Linked DNA regions of Sus scrofa: region 1 is linked to region 2. The links are chromatin contacts, called in public HiChIP or PLAC-seq maps. All regions are on one chromosome and are shown on one strand. The core of a region is the stretch at or near the end of the contact, and the rest is flanking DNA. Distances in the headings are between cores, read along the strand shown. Region 1 holds the start of ZNF283 (zinc finger protein 283). Region 2 holds the start of ZNF576 (zinc finger protein 576).

Region 1 (6,210 bases), core at 3,087-5,586, 210 kb after region 2:
TGAGCCACAATGGGAACTCCTATTTAGTGTTTTTATCTTTGGTGTTATACTTAGAAAATCCATACCTATGTCAGAAATTAAGTATGTATTTACATGATTTTCACTGAGTCATTTAATTATTCCATACACTCTAAATGTGTGAATACACACACACACACACACACACACACACATTCACTAATTATTGGGGAGATGCAAATCAAAACCATAATGAGATAATCACCTCATACCTGTTAGGATGGCCGTTATCAAAAAGGCAAGAAATGGCATTCCTGCTGTGGTGCAATGGGATTGGTGGTGTCTTGGGAGCACTAGGATGCAGGTTCAACGCCTGGCTCAGAACAGTGGCTTAAGGATCAGGCATTGCTGCAGCCGTGACTTAGGTCAAGCCTGCAGCTTGGATCTGATCCCTGGCCTGGGAACTCCATATGCTGCAGGACATCCAAAAAGGAGAAAACAACAACAACAACAACAACAAAACGTGAGAAATAAGTGTTGGCAAGGATGTGGGGAAAAGGGAACGCTCATACACTGTTGGTGGGAATATAAATTGCTGGAGCTACTATGGTAAACAGGGTGGAAATTCCTTAAAAATTAGGAATAGAACTACCATATGATCCAGCTATTCTACTCCTGAGTATTTATCTAAAGAACATGAAAACACTAATTCAGAAAGATATATGTACCCCATGTTCATCTTAGTATTATTCACAATAGCTAAGATATGGAAACAACCCAAGTGCCCACCAAGGGATAAATGGATAAAAAAGATGTGTGATATACACACACATGAATTATCATTCCGCCATAAAAAAGATGGAGTTCTGCAATTTGTGACAACATGTATGAACCTTGAGGATATGCTAAGTGAAATAAATTAGATGGAAAAAGTCAAATACCTTATGATTTCACTCATGTGTGGGATATAAAACAAACAAAAACAAAATAATGAACAAAGCAAACTAAATGTATATATAGAGAAAATAATGGTGGTTACCAGAGGGGAAAGGGTGGGCAGGAGGAGAGGTGAAATGGGTAAAGGGGGTATGTGGTTGAACCATACTGGCTCCATTTTGTCAGCTCCATCTCAGGCTCACAGTCCTACAGGAGCTCCTCCCCTTTAGCCTACTTATAAGGAATGTGCCGAAGCCAGATAAGTTCCCCATCAACTTTTACCTTTGCCTTTATCTGATATAAAAAACCTGGAAGACTGCCTTTTGCTGATGTATATGGTTAATGGTCATGAGACCCCCCCAGGGAGAGGAAAAATCCTCAGTTCCTGTTGGCACGGTAGTCAGCGTGTATTTTTATCTTTGGTCTCTTTAAGTTTCCCTGTACCCTTTTTGATGATGTGGAGTGCAGCTGTGAATATGTGTGGATTATCCACCATCTGATAGTTCCTGCCTGTATGTAAGTTACCCACAATAAATTTCATAGTTGCACTTTATGGAGTTGCTGCCTTCATTTTTCAGTCTCAAAGTTCATTTTCAGAGGGTACTATTCAATATCTCTGCTTCCCAACAGGTGCTCAACTGTATAGTCATGGATGGAAGCTAAATTTTTAGTGGTAAGCATGCCATAGATAATACAGAAGTTGAAATTTAATGTTGTACACACCTGATACTTCTATAATGTTATACATCAGTGTTGCCTCAGTCAGAAAAAGAAAGAAAATAATGGCCCCAAACTCCCCAAATCTGGGGAAATAAATGACATCTAGATTCAAAAAGCTGTATAGACTCCAAAAAGAATGAATCCAAAGTAGTGCACAATGAGACAGATTATCAAAAGTCAAAGACAGAGAATTTTGAAAGCAATAAGAGCAATTTGTCATGTACAAGGGGACCCCTGTAAGACTCTCAGCAGATGTCTTGCAGGCTAGAGGGAGTGAGATAATATATTCAACTTGCTAAAAGAATAAACTGCCAATTCAGAATGATGTATCTGACAAAACTATCCTTTGAAAGTAAAAGAGAAATAAACTTTCCTAGAGAAACAAGGCTGAAGGAGTTTATCATCACTAGACCTGTCTTACAAGAAATGCTAAAGGAAGTTCTTCATGCTGAAATGATAAAAGAATGCTAAAGAGCAACATGAAAGAATACGAAAGTATAAATCACTGGAAACTGTAAATACAGACAAATGCAGAATTCTATAATTCTGCAGTGATGGTGCATAAATCACTTTTAATTCTGAAATAGAGGTTAAAATGTAGAAGTACAAACATAACTATAATGCTGTGGGCACAGCCAAAAAAAATTGTAACTACAAAATGTTAGTAGATATACAGTATAAAAACACAACACCTGAGGGGAGAAATAAAAATGTAAGTATTTGTATATGATTGAAGTTAAGTTGTTATCAGCTTAATATACTTGTTATGACTATAAGATGTTTTAGGTAAGTACCATGGTAACCACAAAGAAAATGCCTAATGAAGAGACACAAAAGAAAATGAGAAAGGAATTAAAGTACATCACCAAACACACACACACACACACACACACACACACACACACACACACACCAATGAAACAAAGACAGGAAGAAGGGAAAGGAGTGACAAAAAAGTTGTAAGACAAACAGAAAAAAGTTAACAAAATAACAAAATTGTTAATAGCAAGTCCTTCCCTATTATTACTTTAGAGGTAAATGGACTAAACTTCCCCGTCAAAAAACATAGACTGGTTAAATTAATAATTTAAAAGATCCAACTATATTTTATTTACAAGAGACTCACTTTAAGGACATGCAGAAGCTGAAAGTGTGGGAGAAGCATACCATGCAAATGGTAACCCAAAGAAAGCAGGAGTGGCCATACTTTTATTACATGAAATAGACCTTGTCAGAAATTCAAGTGGGGCGTAAAAATACCAAGTGAAAACACCTGAAAGCCTACTGCTTTGTGATAATGATTCTCGGTATTTCTTAGTATCTTCTAACACATATACATGTAAATAACAGATATATGTATTTTACGCATTTAACAGGCTTTTTTTCTTACATCACCTATCAGTTTCTCCTCTGTACATATTTACCTTCACAAGCTCCTACACTACCCTTGTGTAGAACACTTAAAAATATGATATGCATATCCCATGACTTTTTCCATGTTCATACAATCATACGAGGACAGTTATTCAATTGCTATATTTAAATTTTTTAAATTTCATCAAAGATAAATTATAATTACTGAAGAATATATTTTAAAAGTATATAATTGTGTAAATACAATCCAGCTTAAGAAAGAATACACGAATAACTTTGAATCAGCTTGCAAATTTATCTCTTCATCTTCCTGGTTTCTTGTAGTTTCCACATTCCTGAATTTTATTTATCATATCTTTGTTTTTTATTATGAACCACTTATGCAAAAAATGTTTTGCCTCTTTTTAAAATTTTATGAATGGATCTAAAATGTATGTATTTTCTATGGCTCTTTGCTTATCATATTTGTTAAATTCAGTAATTTTCACTGCTGTGCATTATCCCACTGTAGATATACTCCACAAGATGAATGTGTCTTGCTTTTTCAATCCAAGCTGGAGGATGGTGATCCACTTTCACAGTCACCATGGTATGCACACAAAAGAAAAGCCAGTTAGAAAAAAACAGCTTACAAATATTTTCATCTTCAATTACATTAACAGAAACACACAAAGCCACAGACCTCCTCAAGTCTCAGTCCTACAGAGACCTTCTCACAGGTCCCCCTGTTCACAATGTCCATTCGCGACCACTTTTCGTTGCTTTCCAGCAATGGTGTATAACCTCTAATAAAAACTGCCTCATATCTAACAAAACAAAGATTCAAATTTGTAAAAACTGTCCTGCGAATATAAACAACTGTACACAGGGTTCCAGACCCCGAATCGGATCCACAAGCTCACCCAAAGCAAGACACCTTCATCTTTTCAACTGCCAGACCTTGCTCCAGTCTCTTGTACACAGGTAAGCTCGTGGCACCACTCAGGGTCACTTCCATGGATTTTATCCCGGATACCCCCGCTCACTGAGGCCTAAGTCCCTAGTCATCCCCGCCCCCATTCCCACCTCCACCCGTTCTGGACTCCCGAATGCGTTCCTCAGTCTTCTTTGAGAACGTCTTAATTCACCCTCAGCCACACCAAAGTCAAGTGAGCCACAGGGTCGCCCAAGACCCGAACTAATCCCTCCAGCAAAGACCGCGCAGCAGAGATCCGCTTGCGCTTCGGAAAACATTGCCTCTGAGAGGCGGAGCAGAGTTGCATGTCGGGAGCATTCTGAAGGTCCAGGTTCCCAGCTTTCGGGGTTTGCCTGCCGAGGACTACATTTCCCAGAAATCTCCGGGCACAGGTCTTCTCGGGGCGGGGCGAGTTTGCCTGAGAAGAGCGCTTAGAAGCGCCGAGCCTCTGAGGATTTTCCGGCTCTTATTTCCCATGAGCCTCTGGGCCCAAACCAACCTCTGTTTCTGCGTCCCTTTCCCGTGTCTTCAAGGTTTTTGGACTCTGCGCGGTGAGTTGGTCGTGTCCCTGGAAGTAGTCAGCGCCAGGTGGGGGTGGGAGGGCTCAGTTGACTTCAGAGCGGGATCAAAACCTGCAGGAAGGGTGGGCGTGACACCGCGAGGCGCTAGAAGTGAGAAGGCCCCGGGCGCGGATAGGGCGTGTCGTGCCTGGATCCTCAAGCCCGTGTTTGAGCGAGCGGCTGAGAGGTTGTGTGTGACAGACGGCGTTACAAGGCCGGGGGGGATGTCTCTGTAACGGTGTCTGCGGCTGGGGATGTGTGATGGGATGATGAAAAGCGTGGCCTTGTTTGTCGGTGTGGTTTGCTTTGGCCCGAGGCTCTGGGTTCCCTCTAGACTCTGTTAGGGGTTGCTAAAGTTAAGTGACCGTAAGACAGGAAGTCCTGTAGGAAGCCCTAGAATGTACGTCCAGCAGGAAGGCACAGATCTAGTATTGGGATGAAAATTTGACATCTAGAAGAGTCCTCGTGGCAGCCTTCTGGGAAGACATGGTGCGGAGGTCTCAAAGGTAGGAAAAATTACCTCCTTGAGGGCCTGCTCCATGTTTCAGAGTCTTTACCACCAGACCTCTGCTCCCAAGAATTGCTGTCAATTCCAGCTTCCCTTTTTCCTCCTCATTTTTTTTTGTTAGAAATTGAAGTATAGTTGATATAAATGGTGTGTGAATTTCTGCTGTACAGCAAAGTGACTCAGTTATATATATCTTTACATATGCATTCCTCTTCATATTCTTTTCCATTATGATTTATTTCAGGGTATTGATTATAGTTCCCTGTGTTCTACAGTAGGACCTCGTTGTTTATCCATCCTTTGTATAGTAGTTTGCATCTGCTAACCCTAGACTCCCACTCCATCCCTCCCCTCCCCCTTCTCCCTTTAGGCAAACACAAGTCTGTTCTCTGTGAGTCTGCTTCTGTTTTGTAGATAGGTTCATTTGTGTCATATTTTAGTTCCACATGTAAGTGATATCATAGGGTATTTTTGTTTTTCTTCCTTTACTTAGTATGATAATCTAATTCCATCCATATTTCCAGCTTCCCTTTTAATTCCGTTTGTTTACATGTGGATGAAGGCAGATGTGGCCCTGGAGAGTGTCTTGTTTATGTTTTGTTTTGCTTGTTTTTAATTAAGTCTGTTGGTGTTCCAAGAAATACTGATGTCTTAGGATTCCCCGAAACCCCCACCCCCTGGCCCTGGCATTGCTGTGGGGTTTCAGAGAAGGACCCTGAGGGGGAGGAGGAAAGAACTGTTGCATAGTAAAGTATCAGGGTTCAGATGAATTTGTGTTTTCTTTTTATTCAGACAGTTGCTTTGTTTTTACCTTTGGTTTTTAGATCATAAGAATATTTGCTTTCTTTGGCCTGAAATATCTTGACTAGTAGTGTCTATTGTGGGTCTTCCTTCTGGCAAATGACCCACCATGCTGGTGCATCACTCTTCCCAGAGGCCCCCATTGCCCTTTTCCTCAGTTAGTAGCCATCTGTTCCTATGGCAAATTGTTCAGATTCTCCAGTACGTTCTCCCTTTCTGAGCATCCTGATAGTTTAGAAATACATCTCCTAGAAATTAATGTTAGAAATTTACTTTATTTTTATTTATTTATTTATTTATTTTGTCTTTTTAGGGCGGCACCCATGGCATATGGGAGTTCCCAGGCTAGGGGTCGAATCAGAGCTGTAGTAGCCTGCCTGCGCCACAGCCACAGCAAC
Region 2 (6,470 bases), core at 2,310-4,809:
GACTCTGGATCCTCGCCCTTGCCGTCTGTTCGCACGCAGACCAGCGGTGTATCCGGTAGCACCAAGGGCCGGACCTGGGCCCAGTCCTTCTCGGTGGGGGCCCCAGGGGTGACGAGAATGACAGCGTCGTAGTGGGTCGGGTGTGGGACGGCAGCAGTGCCCATGGAGCCCAGAGGCACGGTCCAGAGCACCACATTGGGGCGCTCTGGGGCCGGATAGGAAGTGGGACTCTCAGGCACTGAGGCAGGCACTGCACCTGGGTCGTCAGTATCTAACCCAAGAAGCACGTTCAGCACAAGGCCCATGTCAGCCCTACCAGCCACCGCCAGGTCCAGGCGTGCGCTGCCCAGTCGCTCCAGGCCGGCTCGAACCCATGACAGCGCCGCCTCCAGGCCACCGGTCTCGAAGGCCTCACGTACAGCCTCCAACTCTGCTGCGCCCAGCACCTCGAAGCCATCCTGAGCCGGTGGTAGGAGCCTGTGGGGACAGGGAGCGACAGGGTCAAGTGCAGAAGCTGGGCTATCATGACCAAGGTGGAACTTTTCAATGAAGAAGGAAAGGCCAGACTAATGGCACAGAAAATAGAAACCAGGGCTATGAAGAAAAGAGAGGCGCTTAAAGAGGAGGTGGGAGAGGAGTTCCCATTGTGGCGCAGTGGTTAACGAATCCGACTGGGAGCCATGAGGTTGTGGGTTCGATCTCTGGCCTCGCTCAGCCTGTTAAGGATCCAGCGTTGCCCTGAGCTGTGGTGTAGGCTGCAGACAAGGCTTGGATCTCATGTTGCTGTGGCTCTGGTGTAGGCCGGTGGCTGCAGCTCCGATTCGACCCCTAGCCTGGGAACCTCCATATGCCTCAGGAGCAGCCCAAGAAAAGGCAGAAAGACAAAAAAAAAAAAAAAAGAAAAGAAAAAAGAGGAGGCAGGAGAGGTGGATTGGGACCAGGCTGGGGTTACACTCTGGGAGTTACACTTCCCTAGGGTTACATCCTTTAGGAGGGAGGCTTTCTGAGAAACCTGCAGGATTAAGAAAAGACTGTGCCGGTGGGACAAAACTCAGAGTGAAGCTTGGAGCAAAGACAGAATCAGGACTGTAAATGAAAATTGAGGCCTTCCCTGGTGGCTCACTTGGTTAAGGATGCAGCATCCTCACTGCTGTGGCTCAGATGCCATTGCTGGCCCAGGAACTTCTGCATGCCACAGGTGCAGGGAAGGAAAGAAGGAAAGAAGGAAGGAAGGAAGGGAAGGAGAGAGAGAGAGAGGAAGGAGGGAAGGACAGGCAAGGGAGCTCTTTACTGAGAGTAGGTGTAGGAAGGGATGTCAGGACCAGTGAGGGGAGGAGTTCCCATTATGGCTCAGTGGTAATAAATCCAACTAGTATCCATGAGGATGTGGGTTCAATCCCTGGACTCACTCAGTGAGTTAAGGATCCAGCATTGATGGGAGCCGTGGTACAGGTCGCAGATGTGGCTTGGATCTGGTGTGGCTGTGGCAGAGGCCAGCAGCTGCAGCTCCAAATCGACTCCTAGGCTGGGAACATCCATATGCCTCAGGTGTAGCCATTAAAAAAAAAAAAAGAAAGAAAGAAAGAAAAAAAACACCAGGGAGGGGAGAAGCCGCATCTAGTTTTTATCAAAGGGGTGTGACTAAGGAAAACAGATGAGTGGTGGGCCTGGCCCAGAGAAGAGGCTGCCCCTCCCTGAGTCCATCTCTTTTTGATGTCTCCCGGGTGGGTGGAGAAAATTTACAAAGTAGCCAGCAAGTGGAGAGAGGGGTTAGAGAAAGGAAGTGGGGGAAGGCCCCCAAAACGACAAAGCTCGCTGAGGCCGTGGCTTTCCAGAGACTGAAATCTTTGAGAACCAAGCAGATGGTGGAGAGGAGGGTGAAGACTAGAAAGCAGAGTCTTCCGGTAAAATATGGGAAGGAATTACCAGCTTATAGGGCGATGGCGAGCCCTCTTCACACTTTGGCCTGGGGTAGTATTTGGGTGCTAGGTCCTGGGCTCTCCTCGAATTCTCTCGGGAGAGGGACTTGTGACCTCAGAGAGCGCTCACAGGAGGCAGAACCTGGATGACAAGTCAGAACACCTAGCTGACCCTTGGCTGGGATGGAGCCCAGATGACAAAAAAGGGTGCTAGTTTGGGGTGGAGCCTCACAGACCTCAAAACCAGCGCTAAAAGGCAGGACCCAGACAAGGGAACAGGGCTTCCAACAGATATTCTGTTAAGGCTGGCTCAAAATGCGCTGGAGGTGGGGTCTCGCAGACCTCAAGGAGCATCTTAGGGGTGGGAGGTGTAGACTCAATAAAGCCCCAGGCCTCTGCAACCCACCCTGAAACGCCACGCTCACCTCTGCAGCGCCTCCGCCTGGCTCCGCAGCGCCGTCCGCAGACGCTCCAGTTCCTCGGAGCCCTCGCTGCTGCGGCAGTCGGTCGGTAGCACGAAGAGAGCCGCGGCGCCCAAACCGGCGCTGTCCAGCAGGGCCGCTGTCTGATCCCGGGCCTGGGCTTCATTCTGTGACTCCCCAGGGCCAAGATTCCTAACAGCCAGCAGCGGCGTCCCTCGGGCCAGGGCGGCCCGCGCTGCCTCCCCCAGCGCTGGGGCCAAGGGCTCCCCATTCCCCTCGGGGCCGAGCAGCACCAGTACCAGCACGTTGGCTTCCGCCGCCCAGGGCCCCGGCGCTGCGGGTGGGCAGCTCAGCTCACCCAGGAAGAGGCCTGGGCCCGCAGCTCGAAGGCTGGGGAGCCCGGAATCCGGACGCTTGTCGGGGATTTCTATAGTCTCCACATCCTTGTCGCACAGCGCTGCAATCAGCGCAGACTTTCCCGAGCCCGGAGGCCCCAGGAACAAGACGGTCACATCACCCCGTGGCGAAGGCATAGCTAGAAAGCAAGGAGACAAGACCTGGGTCAGGAAGCATTCAACCTTTTTCTTTCCTAGCCGCCCCACTCTGGTCTCAGATTTCAGCCTTTCATCCTGTACCCTTCTTTCGTTCTCGGTTATCACACCCATGCACCTAAAAACCTCGCTCCCGGGCCCTATTCCCCAGGGATCCGGGAGTGGTGGCCGCCCTTTCTGGATGTTTCCCTTTCTGCTTCAAAAATTGAGAAACCGGCCACCAGCCTCCTCCTCCTTCAGGGACACAAATGTTTTTAATCTCTCACTCTTCCCTTCCAATCACCAACCGAACAAACAGCGAGGTCACACGGGAGAGCGCAGTCCGTAGCAGCCGGTCAGCCGCTGAGAAGCCCCGCCCCTGTGGTCCGGGGACGGAGGCCGAGGAGGCTAGAGCGCCAGAAATTGGGGACGTCCAGACCCGTTCCGGGGGCTCTAACCTGATGTCATTCCTTTCAGGAGGGGGCGTGTCTCGCAAGCGTGACCTCAGGGACACGGCCCTTGGCAGCGCCTGCGCAGATCGGCGGAAGAATGTTCCTTCTCTAACTCTGCAGCCGCCGGGCCTTGAACAATGAGGGAACGAGAGCGCGTGCGCACCAGGAACATCTAACACACTTGTGCAATAAGCTTAGGTCTTTACGGCATGAATGGCTTGCAACGTCATCATTACGCACCCCAATGCAGAGAAGGACCTCGCCCATTATTTTGAGGACCGGGTTGGTGCGACTGCACTGCTGCCGGATGGCGATCGGGGACCTCGGCTTTGAAAGGCTCATCAGGCGAAAGGCCGTGGAAACCACCGGGACTTTAGACTCGGTGGGCCCTACCCCGCTTCCCTTCGGGTGGCGGCGCTGTGACGAGTGACTGACAGGCACAACGAAAGGCAGCCCTCTGGTGTCTGGAGAAAAGCGGAGCCCTGGGCTTCTCGCAGCTTTGGCGGCAGCGGGACACAGCGGCTGAGCGCGCGCGTGGGAAAGAGGGGCCTCTGGGTGGAACAAGGGTTTCGGGATGTCGGAGAAAGATGTTTCCCGAAAGGAGGCGGGCTAAACCGTGGGTACCACCACATGCCTCAAGTCACGTGGGATGAAAGGGGGATGAGGCTAGGGTCAAAGGTCAAGGGTCCCACGCTCTGAGCTCAGGGAGGGAGTTTGACATACGAGGCATAGGTCAGAGATCTCAAGCAAATGAGAAGGCTCTAAGGGGAGTCACAAACCCAGCAAGTTTAATCTTTGGGGAAGATTGAATCTTGTCTAGCGAAAACTCCATCCGGTTACAATTTAAGATGGTATCTCCTGGGGGGCAAAGGCTGGCAAAGAGCCTGTCAAAGGTCATAGGATTAGCGGGCCCTCTAAGGCTAGCTAGAGATGAGCGACTTCATTTGACTTACTATTCTGTCATGCATGTCCCTCTCTTAACCAGGGGGATCCCAGTCATCATGGAGCAGCAGGATCCTCTGGAGGTCCCACACTCCAAAGTGACCACGGAGCAGCAGGATTCGTCCAAGGAGAGAAGTGCCCCAAATCCAGGTGGTGACAACTGTGAGTCCTGCTGACCAGAGGAGGGTGGGTGCAGGAGCTGATGCTAAAAGGATTTCTACAGCATTTCAGTGTCCAAGGCTTTGCAGGGACTTGCCTGTTGGGAAGGAGCTGTAATGACCCATGAGCTGCCCTACCAGGACCTGCCACTCCCTGCCCTTACTCTTATTACCCTCAGAGATACCCACACTGCTCTGTCCACATAAGCATGCATGGGCTGCAGCTCAGAGGCAAAGTGGCATCCAGAGAGGCTTGGGGTGGGAGAAGTGGCTAAGAAGGGACAGTAAGCTCCAGTCCCAACTCTGCCCCAGACTTGCAGTGTGGCTCAAGCCTCTTGTTGCCCTATCAAGAGGTATGTTGCTAACTACCTCACAGGGTTGGTGTGAGAATGAGCAGAAAAAGGGAAAAGCCTGGCATTAATGAAGTTAGCCGGTCTGACACAGGGTAACAGCAACAGCTCCTACTTGATTGCCTGTTATGTGCTGGGCCCATTCTAAGAGTTTAACCCGTTATCTCCTTGAGTCTTCCTAACAGGCCCTATGCAATTGGTACTTAGCGCTTTCAGATGAAGGAACTGAGGCAGAGAGGTTAAGTATTTGTAGTGAGAGGCAAGGTGTCAATGATCTCCAGCCAGAGACCACCAGGAGTATACCTAGAGCTGAACTGGCTGGGCTTATTGCTCATTGCACTGAAAAAGCACACACCCCACGGGGCATCTTAGTAATAAGAAAATTACAGGATCTGGGTTTGTGGTAGGTGATTTGGGGAAGGGTTCAAGAAAGGGGTATTTGTTCTGAATGGATGCTGCCAGGAAGCAGGGGGGCAGTTACACAATTGGCTTTTTTTTTTTTTTTTTTTTTTTAATAAATCTTACCTAGAAGGAGGGAGGAACAAAGCAAGGCTCCAGCTGTGATTGGTAGAACAGCAGCAGGCGCTCATATGAGCAGAACAGGGGGATGTTTGGCCTGTTCTGCGGCTCAGACAGTGTTCACGTTTTGTCTGTGTTCAGACGGCATCATGGCGTGGCCTAGTCTTCATTCGCCTCAGTCACAGCACGGCCTCTTCTGACGATGTTCTGTGAAATTGTTTATGCTCAACAGGAGAACGCTGAGGCCTAGCTGTGAGTGCCAGGCCAGCTCCTGGCTGCAGGGCTGCTTTTCTCAACAGTAATTCTTGCAAACTATTGTGTAGCACTGTTCAAAGCACTTTTTATAATTCACCTATTCCTTCCAAAAACCCTATGAGGTAGATACTGATATCATTATGGTATATGGGTGCCATTTTCCAGATGAAAACACTGTTTTTACTTGCCCAGGAAGCAGGAAAACTGGGATTCAGTTCCAGGCAGCTGGCTCCATTGGCAGTGCTCTCATCACATGGCTCTATCAGAAGAGCAGCCTCCTGGGTTCCAATCCCGACTCCAGCATTTCAGTCCCTAGCATCATGACTGTTGGCAAGTTGCCTAACCTTTTTGAGTGTCAGTCTGCTCAGCGACAAGACAGGTCTGATAGGTTTCCCTGTGCAGCTGTCCAGCGTTGGCATAGCACCTGGCATGTAGGAAGCACTGCACCCTCAGTTAGCATGACCCTGGAGCTAGGAGAGGCCCTGGGGACTCCTGCTGGCCTCCCCCAACCTCACCCTGTGTCCCTCAGGCCACCAGGGGACCCTGCAGTGCACCCGCTGCCTCATCACTTTTGCCGATTCCAAGTTCCAGGAGCGTCACATGAAGCGGGAGCACCCAGAGGACTTCGTGGCCCAGAAGCTGCAGGGGGTCGAATTCATCTGCTTCACCTGCGCCCGCTCCTTCCCCTCCTCCAAGGCCCTTATCGCCCATCAGCGCAGCCACGGTCCAGCAGTCAGGCCCTCCCAGCTGGCTGCCCCCACCACCACCCAGCCCACTTTCCCCTGTCCTGACTGTGGCAAGACCTTTGGGCAGGCCGCTTCTCTGAGGCGGCATCGCCAGGCACACGAGGCCCGCACACCTCCTGGCCCCTTCGCCTGCACTGAGTGTGGTCAGGACTTTGCCCAGGAAGCAGGGCTGCATCA

The links. HiChIP or PLAC-seq counts read pairs in DNA pulled down with a chosen protein or histone mark.
Region 1: a contact with region 2 is called in an H3K27ac HiChIP or PLAC-seq map of alveolar macrophages. The contact joins the promoter of ZNF283 here to the promoter of ZNF576 in region 2. A contact is called at or near these places in 1 of 47 Hi-C or Micro-C datasets (heart right ventricle) and 1 of 2 datasets of contacts at active chromatin or transcription factors (alveolar macrophages).

Annotation. Positions count from the first base shown.
Region 1 is chr6:50,646,141-50,652,350 of Sscrofa11.1, forward strand. ZNF283 (zinc finger protein 283) reads left to right here and starts at 4,337. Exons shown (of 4, transcript XM_021094487.1): 1 at 4,337-4,494. The coding sequence starts at 4,419. LOC110260998 (a long non-coding RNA gene) reads right to left here and starts at 4,261. Exons shown (of 2, transcript XR_002344676.1): 1 at 3,671-4,261; 2 at 2,701-3,560.
Region 2 is chr6:50,438,621-50,445,090 of Sscrofa11.1, forward strand. It overlaps ZNF576 (zinc finger protein 576), which reads left to right and starts at 3,560. Exons shown (of 3, transcript XM_005655924.3): 1 at 3,560-3,705; 2 at 4,309-4,415; 3 at 6,077-6,470. The coding sequence starts at 4,325. It overlaps IRGQ (immunity-related GTPase family Q protein), which reads right to left and starts at 3,486. Exons shown (of 4, transcript XM_005655925.3): 1 at 3,330-3,486; 2 at 2,345-2,876; 3 at 1-477. The coding sequence starts at 3,339. ZNF428 (zinc finger protein 428) reads right to left here. Exons shown (of 4, transcript XM_021094479.1): 4 at 5,437-5,499. The coding sequence ends at 5,452.